4 separate regions of the Rattus norvegicus genome follow, and all the other regions are linked to region 3. The links are chromatin contacts, called in public Hi-C maps. All regions are on one chromosome and are shown on one strand. The core of a region is the stretch at or near the end of the contact, and the rest is flanking DNA. Distances in the headings are between cores, read along the strand shown. Region 1 holds the start of Tbc1d31 (TBC1 domain family, member 31). Region 2 holds the start of Derl1 (derlin 1). Region 3 holds the start of Zhx2 (zinc fingers and homeoboxes 2). Region 4 has its middle 63 kb from the start of Derl1.

The links. Hi-C and Micro-C count contacts between places; a contact is called where the count stands out from the background.
Region 1: a contact with region 3 is called in a Hi-C map of liver, with 4 times the contacts expected there. The contact joins the promoter of Tbc1d31 here to the promoter of Zhx2 in region 3. A contact is called at or near these places in 2 of 12 Hi-C or Micro-C datasets (frontal cortex and liver) and 1 of 1 datasets of contacts at active chromatin or transcription factors (oligodendrocytes).
Region 2: a contact with region 3 is called in a Hi-C map of prefrontal cortex, with 2.8 times the contacts expected there. The contact joins the promoter of Derl1 here to the promoter of Zhx2 in region 3. A contact is called at or near these places in 9 of 12 Hi-C or Micro-C datasets (the A7r5 cell line, Schwann cells, frontal cortex and 5 more) and 1 of 1 datasets of contacts at active chromatin or transcription factors (oligodendrocytes).
Region 4: a contact with region 3 is called in a Hi-C map of liver, with 3 times the contacts expected there. The contact joins the enhancer-like site here to the promoter of Zhx2 in region 3. A contact is called at or near these places in 5 of 12 Hi-C or Micro-C datasets (frontal cortex, hepatocytes, kidney and 2 more) and 1 of 1 datasets of contacts at active chromatin or transcription factors (oligodendrocytes).

Annotation. Positions count from the first base shown.
Region 1 is chr7:91,333,640-91,336,339 of GRCr8, forward strand. It overlaps Tbc1d31 (TBC1 domain family, member 31), which reads left to right and starts at 1,408. Exons shown (of 22, transcript NM_001134842.1): 1 at 1,408-1,567. The coding sequence starts at 1,491.
Region 2 is chr7:91,315,275-91,317,974 of GRCr8, forward strand. Derl1 (derlin 1) reads right to left here and starts at 1,365. Exons shown (of 8, transcript NM_001014202.1): 1 at 1,165-1,365. The coding sequence starts at 1,317. It also overlaps a transcript of Tbc1d31 not described here.
Region 3 is chr7:91,115,174-91,117,873 of GRCr8, forward strand. Zhx2 (zinc fingers and homeoboxes 2) reads left to right here and starts at 1,314. Exons shown (of 3, transcript NM_001271056.1): 1 at 1,314-1,382.
Region 4 is chr7:91,252,749-91,255,448 of GRCr8, forward strand. It overlaps a transcript of Zhx2 not described here. Among named protein-coding and RNA genes, the nearest start is that of Derl1, 63 kb to the right of the region's middle. Within about 2 kb of position 1,358, at least 7 of the 93 cell types and tissues checked have an H3K27ac peak or open chromatin away from gene starts, as enhancers often do. A contact at or near this core is called in hepatocytes, kidney and liver, where this site is marked.

The DNA.
Region 1 (2,700 bases), core at 158-2,657, 220 kb after region 3:
TGAAGCTGAGGAAAGGCAAGAGCTGTGTTACAGGTGCTACGTGACTTATTAACAATAAGGTGGAAATACATACATATGCATCTACTACGTCTAGAGCAGAGCCCGAGGGTGTCTGGTGACACATATCTTAAGTCTCAGGAGCAACATTTTCATCAGAGGACTATAGCTCAAAACTGATCAGGAGCAAAAGGTCGTTTTCCTAGGCAATGAGGTGAACTCACATCTTTTTTTTTCCTTAAAAATGTTTATATTCCCTTTTGAAGACCTCATTCAATTTTTACTTTACGATTGTTCGTTTATTTTGATATATGAGAGAAGTACAGAGATATTTGCAACAAGCTTCAGAAGGTGGCTATCCTGGACAAAGAAGACAATCTTTGTTGACAGACTCTATTGACAGGGAATGCTGAGAGAATTAATTTCTGGTCTCTTCATTTGTTTTTTGGTTTTTCCAGACAGGATTTCTTTGAGTAACTCTGGCAGTCCTGGAACTAGTCCTGTAGAACAGGCTAGCCTGAACTCAGAGATCTGCCTGCTTCTGCCTCCCAAGTAATGGGATTGAAAACGTGTGCTACCACTACCTGGCATAATTTCTTTTTTATATACCAAATGTGGGGCAATTTAATTAGAAACTAATTTGCAACCTCATACAGCACTGAAGTGGAGTTAAAAGTATTACCTAAACTGTTTCTCTGTGAATTAAGCGAGTTGGTATGTTAAGCACGCGGATCAGTCACACATTGTAAGCACTAGAGAAACACTAAGTGAATTTTGCTAAGTGAAAAAGATTTCCGATGCCAGTGCAGCTGGTTCTTGACGTTTTTGCTTTTCTAGATTGTGAACAGTGGGCCGGAAACCATAATGTGGGAGCGTCTCGTAAATTTACGCAATTAAAACATGATGAGTGCGGCAAAAACAAAAACAAAACAAAACGGAATTCATTTAGGTCTGTGGGGTTCTGCAGTGCATGTAAGTTCTAGGAAAGGAACTCCTCCAATTCTCAACCAGCTTGCCTTTTGCTTTCTATTAGTTGTTTCTATGAATCTCTTATTTTAAACGCAATATAGAACGAAATGCAGGAAGCAGCAGGCTCTCAGGAGAAAAACACTTTTGATGTCTATTTGATTCTATAGGCGTCTGAGAACTGAAGTCCCAGACTTCAGAAAACTACAACTCCCTGAAGCCTTTGGGTCGCAGGGTTACGAGAGAAACCTCAGGAAAGGGGTGGAGTCTAGAGAGAAGTCGTTGGTCGTTTCCATTATCCTGAGCGGAGGGATAGCCCGAGCGGAGTGGGCTGATCCGAATTCTGATTGGTTGTAGCTAGAAAGGGCGTCCCCCGCGTAATTGGTACAGTCCTTGGGGGCGGAGACCCGCGGCGGCCGCTCGAATTTCCCGGGTTGTGCGCGCGGGGACTGCTGGGAAGCTCTCGGGACGGTTACCCCATCGGGTCAGCTGTAGTCCAGAGTCGGGGGGGGGGCGGGGGATTCGACATGCAGAGCACTAACCTGGGCAACAAGGAGAGCGGCAAGATATGGCACCGCAAGCCATCGCCAGCCACTCACAACGGGTGAGGCCGCAGGCTGTGGAGACCAGCGAGGGGGCGGGTCTGCGGGAGGCTGAGGTGGATAGCGTGGCAGAGGGATGCGGGCCTGGGGATTCTGACTCTGGCCGTGCGCTGCATCCCTGGGTTGAGACCTCAGGAGGAGTTCCAGAAACTATAGATTGCAATTGCGTCCCAGATTCTGGTCCTGGGTTATAGAGGGAGGCAGGAGAAGGCTCTACGATTTATGCAAAAGAATTTGCAGTTCAGCTGAGTGCCAAGACTCCACCTGCTTTGATTTATTAATGTCCTTTCCAGTTGGGAAAAAAACGCCAGGAGGTGATGGGAGCAAAGAAGGCAATGCCCACCTACCTCTCCAAAAGCCGAAGCTCTACATCCTTAAGTCATTACATTGCACACATCTGTAATGTTGAGAGCCTAGTGTGGGCCACACTTCTAAGCACTATGGAACAGTGCTGGAACAAACTTACGTTCTGCAGTTGCTGGGACTGTCAACAATGCGGAGACTTTTACCCGCCTGTGCTTCTTATTCCGTTTGGAGTAGACAGTCTGGTTTGAGATTCTGCCTCTTGTGTGACGTCAGTGGGAGTCTTTGCCCATGTGATACATTTATTTTGGTTCCCATGGTGCATGTCTAAGTGATCTTGGTGTTTCTGATCACCTAGATTGCATGGTATCACTTGGGTTCGTGTCTCGAGGTTTGTTTCCCTAGAGACTTTTCTGTTTTTTAGTTGCTTCCCCAGAAATCAAACTTTAAGCATTTTTGTAGGCTGAAAGTGCAGTTATAAGTGGATCAGCCACTTATTTGACTAGCCAGCCACTGTGGTTCGTGGTGGCTATCTACCCTTTATCTAGCCTATTGACCCATCGACCTATTGAATAAACAATTTTGTCAATAGTGGAGATTCTTCAGCGTTTTCATTTCCAAATGTGGAGTTCGTTTAAGCAGCATACTTTTGGCTCCTGGAAAAAGTCTAAGAACTATAGCCAATCTACTATTTCTTGCTGTCACAGAGTATCTAGCTAGTGTGTAAGATTTTTAAAAAATGAGCAGTTTTCGTTTGTGCCTCCACAAAAACACTCCTTTCTTTTTGTTTGTGTTTAACTTGGGTCATTAGGCTTGTCAGCAAGTACCTTTA
Region 2 (2,700 bases), core at 115-2,614, 200 kb after region 3:
AGGGGCTGTACATGGTGTGTATCTCAGTGGTAGAGCATTTGTGCTATGCTCTGGGTTTGAGTCCCAGCACTAAACAGTAAAACCAAAATAGAACTCAGGGATGTCTTTATGACTGCTAGGGTTAAACTCCTCTAGCAAACACAGTTGCTACTTACTTCTAAGGCAAAGATGAAAGGGAGATTTGATTGGATGTCTATGGTCACTAGGTGGTGATTTCCACCACCACACTAAAGATACTCCTGTGTCTGACAGTCTCCCATCCATGTATTTATGCCCCTCTGTGATAAAAGACCTAAGTCCAAAGGAGCGACAACAGAGGATCCTAAAACGGATTCCTAGAGCATGTCCCAACAAATAGGTCAGGAAAAGAAGAAATCAACAAAGGAGACAAGAAAACAATATCCGGTGGAGAGCAGAAAAGAGAACACCAAGAAATGTGGAAATCGAGATCTAATATTGGGATCTGAGTGTCCCCTGATTAAATTCTTATACCACACAATCGATAAAAATAACCTCTAGAAAATTAACATCCTTTGGCTTAGGAGGATAATTTTGACTGTTTTCCTGAATGCTTAAGAAAATTACCATCTCCCGTTTCCTGAGTAGTTTGCTCATTCACTGATAACATTAACTACCGTATGCCAGGTGATGGGATAGGGACCGCAGGAAATACAGATAAATTCATTCTTATTTATCTCTGACCTTAAACTTAAACCACTGTTTTAGGGCGGGAAGAGAAACTGTAAACATGCAAATAACCCATGCAGAAGCATGTCAAGTAGATACCACTGATTAAGATGGCATCACGACCCACGACGGGACAGAGGGAGGAGGACATTAAGGCAGGTGGGCCCAATCTGCCAACAGGACGGCAACTTACCTTCTCACTATTTCCTTCAAAGTGCGGAAGGCGGGAAGTACAATCTTGCCAGACAGGTCATGAGTCACGTCCCAGCAGGCCAATCCGCGACTCTAAATTATCCAAGCCTTAGCACTCGACCCCAGGACCTCCCGGGACCCTAAGGACCTCAGCCTTAAATCCCTGGAGCCGGATGCACTACAGATCCCACCAGTCCCAGCGCGCCCCATAGCCCGGAGAACCCGTTCCGCCGCCGCGGGGACAGCTGGGGGCTGTAGTCTCTACTGCCCAACGCCAGCTACTACCTGGAAGCGATAGAGGAAGGCTTCGGGCCAGAGGAAGAAGTAGGCCGGGCTGATAATACCGAGCTTGCCGATCAAGGGGACCGCGACGGTGGCAGCAAACCAGTAGCGCGTGATGGCCGGGATGCTCCTGAACCAGTCCCCGATGTCCGACATGGTCGCCCGTCAGGTGGACGGCTGCGCAGCGCCGCGCGTCCTCCCGTGCCCACCCCGCGCTTCGCGGCCGGCTGGGCCAGGGAAAGTGGAGGCGCAGGAGGCGGAGACCGACGGACGTGGCGCCACCGAATTCGGACGAGCTAGGTAGCGATCACAAGAGAAACTTCCCCTTCCGGTGGCCACGGGCCACGTGACCAGAAGTGCCCCCCGCGGCTTAAAGGGCCAGAGCTGTCTTTTGAAGCGCCGTACCCGGTCTCGACATCCTGGGGTGGGGCCAAGCAGGAGAGGCGGGACGACGACGCCTTCACGTCTAGTGGGAAACAGTGGTTGCCCAGAGCAACGGCCAGTACTGCCAGCAAATGGGGAAGCTACATGCTCTTCACCACGTTCTCGCCCGGGTTGTAATCTGAGTAGTGCCTCTTGAAGAGTATTTATTTAAAGGGAAAGGAGTCGGTAGTTTGGATAGTTCCTCATTTAGTCACATCAACAATTTGTTCACAACTTCAGGCAGGTTTCTAGACACTGGGGATGCAAGTGCGGCTGTCAGCATGGTCGTGGTACCTGGACTTTGCAGTCTCAAGGTAAACAGAAAAACAAATGAGAAATCAAGACAAATTTCAGAGGATACAGACGGTGGGGGGGGAAAGGACGGTTTGGGCAGGGAGGAAGGTAGAGTGACAGCGGAGAACTGGAAAATCTTGAGACCGCATTTAATACTGGACATAATCTGGTTCATTGGGGAGCTTTAAATTAGAAACCGATGAAGATGGTTGTTTTAAACAATCGATGGTAAGATAAATGATTTCACTAGAACTTCTGTTTTGGAACTACAGTTTAGGATCAGTAAAGCTGTCCGTAAAGAACACGGGTGTAAACTGACCTGTAGTGAACAAAGTGTTTGAACTTACTGCAATAAAAGAGATTGCTCAGCAAAGAAAACTGGACCCATTTCACTAAACAAAATCCAAAATCATTATTATTGGATGGTGGAAAGAGAGGAACTGTTGGCCAAACTAGAAGAGGCAGTGCATTGTAAACTCAGAGCAGAGGAGAGCTGATTACCATCAGGTCTGGACCTAAGAAAACAAACAGACTCAGTGTTCACATATCAGGGGAAAAAAAATTCCTCAAACTTAAAAAAATGTGGAATTGGGGATCTGAAAAAAATTATTATTTTACTTTGTAAAGGAATTGAAAGTCTTAGGTCCAAGTGGCCCACAGGATAGGGTCCACATGCATTTCCAGATAGTTTCTAGTATTCCATTATTTCAAAGGACTTTGGTCACTACCCTTTCGAGTCTTAAGAAATGCACATTTTACAGAATAGAAAAATACTAAATATTTCTCAGTTTAATGAGAGGATACAAAAGTTAGGGTCCGTAA
Region 3 (2,700 bases), core at 64-2,563:
ACAACACACACACACACACACACACACACACACACACACACACACACACACACACACACACACACGAGCGGATGGAGGCCCCATTTGGAGACCCCACTCTCCGGGAACGCGGCTGTCCCAGCTCCGAAAATGACCCGTCTCGCTTCCGAGGGACTCCTGTGTGCGCGCTGCAGGCGTGTGCATTTTTCCGAATCTGAGAATCCCTGCGAACTCGGGCCACATAAGTTTAAGTCACCCCCAGGGTGTCTTTGTTTGTTTATGGGCTTGGAGGGAAAAAGTTTGAAGATCTTTAACCAGACTGAGCTCAGACGCAAGCGGAAATCCCCAACAAAAGTGATCTAACTTCAAGTGGTTATGTAAGTGGGGCGCCTTCTTCCTCGCCCTATTCCCAAACCCTCTCATTACTATTCCGGGAGTAAAACGCATCTCGATTTAAAAAAGAAAAAAAGTTTTAAGAATGTTATTATTTCCTTGCGCCGGAAAGCGGGCGAAAACGCAGGCAGAGCCCAAGGCGCGTGACGACCCCACCCGCGTCCTGCCCCCACGCACTGCAGGAGGACCTGGAGTCCCGGGTGTAGCTGGCGCAGAGCAAGCCCTAGCGCCCTGCCGTCTTACGGTCCGCCACTCCACGTGGTGAGGATCAACAGTTTGTTGAGCTCATCAGTGACACCTTGAACTTTTCATAAAGAAAATGGGTATTGCACCGAGAGGGTTTGGCCGTGGCCGCGCGCCGGGTCGTGCTCAAGATTCAGGGATCTCGATTGCGCCTCCCCCACCTCTTCCCGCAAAAAATTCCAATGAGTCCGTTACTGGACTCAGACTTTTAAGTTCATTTACTACACCCCCCACTTGGCCACTCATCTGAGCCTTTAGGGGCAGCCTCCCCCCACCAGCAGCTCCCTCCTAAAAATGACATTTTGCCGGCGTCTGCGGAGGGGCCTGAATTTCACTTTGTAACTTTCTGCGGAACCCGAGCCCGGGTGGCAGCTCCGGTGGTGGTATCGTATGCAAATACGCATGCTGACGTTACAGATCATGTGGGTTTTGGCGTAGATTCCCCACTGATCGAGGCATTTTCCCCCTTTTTTTTTCTTTTTTCTTTTCTTTTTTTTTTCTTTTTCTTTTCTTTTTTTTTCTTTTAAATTTTTCAATCAACCGTTCTCCTTACGGGGGCTTTTTTCTGTCTGTCTTTCTGTCTATCTGTCTGTCTGCCAGACTGGCTTTTCCCCCCCACCACCACCTCTTTCCCACGGAGCCCGAGTCGGGCGCCGGGTGGGGAGTGGGGAGTGGGTGGGGGGAGCCAGCAGAGTTCCATTTTGGAACGCCCGTGCCTCGTCTCCGCGTTCCCAGCCCGGGTCCCCGCGTTCGCAGCCCCGGCGCAGGTAAGAAACTTCGCCCCGGCGCGGAGCACCCGCAGCGGGCACCGCCAGCCCGGAGCCCGACACGCCAGGCGCCCGCCACTCCAGCCCAACTTTCCCACCGCCGCCGCAGCTCCCGAAAATGTGTTGTTAATGGGACTTGGCCGGGTTAGGGATGGGGTTGCGCGGGAGGGGGGTGTGCAGGCTTTTTTTTTTTTTTTTTCTTTTTCTTTTTTTTTTTTTTTTTTTGCGGGTGGGAGGAAATCCGCGGTTTCAGGGAGGGGGGACGGAGATTTTTTTTTTAATGAAATAGTTTTGATTACAAGTTTGGATAAATGGAAGCCAGACCGAGGAGGAGGAGGAAAAACATGTCTACGTTTCCCTATGTCGACATAAGCCACAAAAAAATATGGCGTCCGCTTTCGACAGGGCGTTACGTAGACCCGACTCTGTTTTTTATTTATTTATTTTGTGGCCGGCTTCCTGCCTTCTTGGCCAAACTGCGGCGCTTTGTGCGAAACGGGCAGGTCCCGCGGGGACTCCACCGGGACGTGGCCCCGTCTCGGCGCTTTTCGGCAGCCTGGGGGCTCCGTGTGGCTGCTCCCCTCCCTCCCCCGCTCTCCCCTCTGCTCTCCTCTCCTGGTGACGATTCGCCGTAATGTGGTGGCAGGAAGCATGACGCCGTGTTGAGGCTGCCTCTCCTCGCGTCGCTCCCGGTGGCTGCAGGCGGCCGGCGCGCGGCGCGGGCGGCGGGCGAGGGACCTGCGGGCAGGGCCTGAGCGCGGCGCTGTGCCCACGCCCCGCTCAGGTGCGCGGGGAGGGTGATGCGGGGGGCGCGCGGACCCCGGGAGCCCTGATGTCCCTGGCCTGCCGGGACCAGCCTGAGCCCGGGTCTCCCGCCTGAGTGGCCGTGGCGTTTTTCAGTCTGCCCCACAAGAGGTTAAGCATTGCTGGCGTTGGAGCGTCTTTGTGGCTTCCCCCAGGACTTGGGATCCTGAGCTTTGCAAACTTGCCCTTTCCCTAGCTGCTTTGCAGGAGGCGATGAAGACCAAGAAGCTCGGAAAGTTGGAAAACAGGAGCATCACAGGAACGTCCTTTTGGCCCCCTAGTTATGCTGAGCTCAGGGGTGGTGGAGGAGGACGAGGAGAGCCTACCCAACAGGGTGGGTGGGGGAGACCTGTCGCGGTAGCCAAGTCGTGATTTGCCCAGACTTCCACCTGATTGATTAGCTTCAAAGCCAGTGGGGTCTCTGTGTTCTTCTGTTCCGCGAAGGCCTTTTGTTGGGGGCGGGGAGGAGGAGGGAGCACCCCTCCCTCTTCAGAGTCACTGCTCAGCTGGGGCC
Region 4 (2,700 bases), core at 108-2,607, 140 kb after region 3:
TAACTCCTTCAAATCTGGACAAGACCTGTGCAGATTTAGACCTGAGGAACCACAAAAGCCAGGGAAGGGATGTTACCATGGTTACTAATGGCCATGTCATCCACATAATGGGACAGGCCTTGAAGCCCTGGGTGTGTGTGCTTCCCAAGAGGTCAGTGCAAGTCAAACCCCAGCGTAGAGGCAGACTTGGCTGCGTGAGGAGAAAAGGAGGTGGGAGGAGGGGCTGCTTTGCTGAGAGATCACAAGAGCAGCCTGAAACAAGGCTGAAATGCCTGCCCATGATTTGACCAGGTGAGCTGCTCTAGAGATCACGTAAGCCACAGAAGGGGCCTCCTAAGCTGTCCTTTGACATAAAGACTAGGGTTTCTAGGATGATCATATGGTCCCGAAGGAACCCCTAGAAATTACACACCTCATTGTTGAGGAGCTTAAAAAACTTGGGCCAGCCACGTTGCTCCTTAATAACTCCATTATTGCGTGATTAAAAAAAAAAAAAAAAAAAAAAAAAAAAAAAAAAAAAAACGAGGTGCCTGGCAAATCAGTAAAACCCTCTGGAAGCTTTTCCTAGCCCGTTCCAGCAACAGTTTAATGTATGGCAACCTCAGGGTACCTTCACATCTTCTTGCGGAACTGCCAGTGGATCCAGGCTAGGATGTAGCCCGAGAGAAGGTGCTGGGGATAGGTGGAAATCCTGAAATCAATGGGAGCATCAACAAGCCACTTCCGTCAGGCTACCTTGGTGTCTTCCCTTTCTCTGGCTGTTCCTCCACCTTCTTAGAAAGGCCTGCCAGTCTAGCTGATTTCTCTATTGAAACAGGGTCGTTCTGTCCTGTCTTTTGTCTTGATTTTTGTGCTGTGAATACTGTAGCTGGCCCTGAGCTTCTCTCTTGATCTTGATCCCTGATATGAATTTACAACGTTGCTACTTCTTCCCACGTTAGAGCAAACAATCGTCTCCGTCCCATTCAACAATATATTCAGAGCATCCTGTGGCTGCCATGATAGATACCAAAAGACAATGGAAGGAGACAGACGGTGCGGTTCCCATTCCCAACAGAGCTCAGCTGGGCCGAGGGCAGAGACAGTACTTTCATAACTAAACAGTATGGCTCGTGATGTAATGGGGATGTGCACTGTAGTGTGGGAACTCCCTGGAGGCAACCCAGACTGGGCATCCTAAGGGGTTAAGGAAAGAGGGGACACTGACGCTGGGGTAGCTTTTTAGGAGAGCCAAAAAATTAAATAAAGAAAAGAGTTGTTCAAGCAGAAAGAGCAACATGGGCCAAGGTCCAGAGACGGCAAAGGGACAGTACACGTGAGGACCAGAAGAGGATCGTCATAGCCAGGAAGTGCTGTGGGTTCCGTTAATGATTAAAAGAAGCAAACTGAAAGCAAGGCTGTCTTTTCTGAGAAGCTGAAGCTACTCTGAACCAGCCATGTTGGCTGAATTGAACATGAGAATACAAGTACCTCAGCTCGGCCTATGGTGATGCTCACTCCTCCCCACAGCTGGGGGAGAGGGAGCCTAGGGGCAGCTGTCCCCCAGGAGAGCCGGGGCCACCTGTTGGCATCCCTTCCCCAAAGGCATACACCATCTGGGTAGGCTGTGGTTGCCTCGTTCCCTGAGGCCTGAAGGAAACAGAGCTGCAAAGATCAGGGGATGAATCCATCCTTGGGGAAGGAGAAGGAAAGACAGGTGAAGGTGTCTGGGGGAGCAGCAGGCTTGCCTGAGATCCCCATGTTCTCACCTCTGGCAGAGGCAACTCTGTATAGTTTTATAATCCTCAGACAGCAAGAAGCTCACTCACGTCCCTCCATCCCTCAGCTCAGCTGGATCTTGGGTTCCCACTCTTGCCGCTGCCCATATGTTCTCTGTACTCGGACAGGCAGAAATGTCCCATTGCTGTTGGCCACTGCCCTCCCTCCGCCTTCTGCCCAAGGGTGAGGGGAATGCCCAGGGGGTTAGAAGTTAACTGTTGAATTAACATCGGATCACTCAGAAATGCAGGAAACTACCTGTATCCCCATTTTCTGTTTATGAGGAAGTGTCACAACTGTGAGCTGCAGATATTCCTCAGCTAGATACTGGCACTGTTCAGCATCTGCTGGTATCACATATTCATGATGGCCTCCTGACAGTTCAGGGAGCCATGTTATAGAGGAAGGGCCTATAAGCCACTCGGGCAGAGCATCTGAAAATCAGCTCAAGTCCTAACCAGAAGCACCCCTCGAAGATGTCCCCCGACTTACAGGGTGGGAAAAAGGTCTTCTTAAACTATGGATCTCTTGAAATCCATGATTACTGCCTAACTTGTGTATTGGAGTGGGGGAGAGGGTTCCATTGATTAAACTGATGGTTGAGAGTCCCTGTAAAAGTCTGAGCGCAGCAGTGACGCATGCCAGTAATCCCAACACCGGGAAGGCAGAGACAGAAGAATCTAGAGCTCACTGGCCAACCAGTTTAGCCAAACTTACAAGCTCTGGGTTCATGAGAGATCCTATTTCAAAACCTTAGGTGCAGAATGACTAAAGAAGAAACCAAATGTCAACCTCTGACTTACACACACACACACACATATACACACACACATCCACACACACATGCACACACACGCACACACACGCACACACACATGCACGCACGCACAAGACATATCTAGGAAATTGCAGTTATCTGCAATGGAAACATATATCATAATC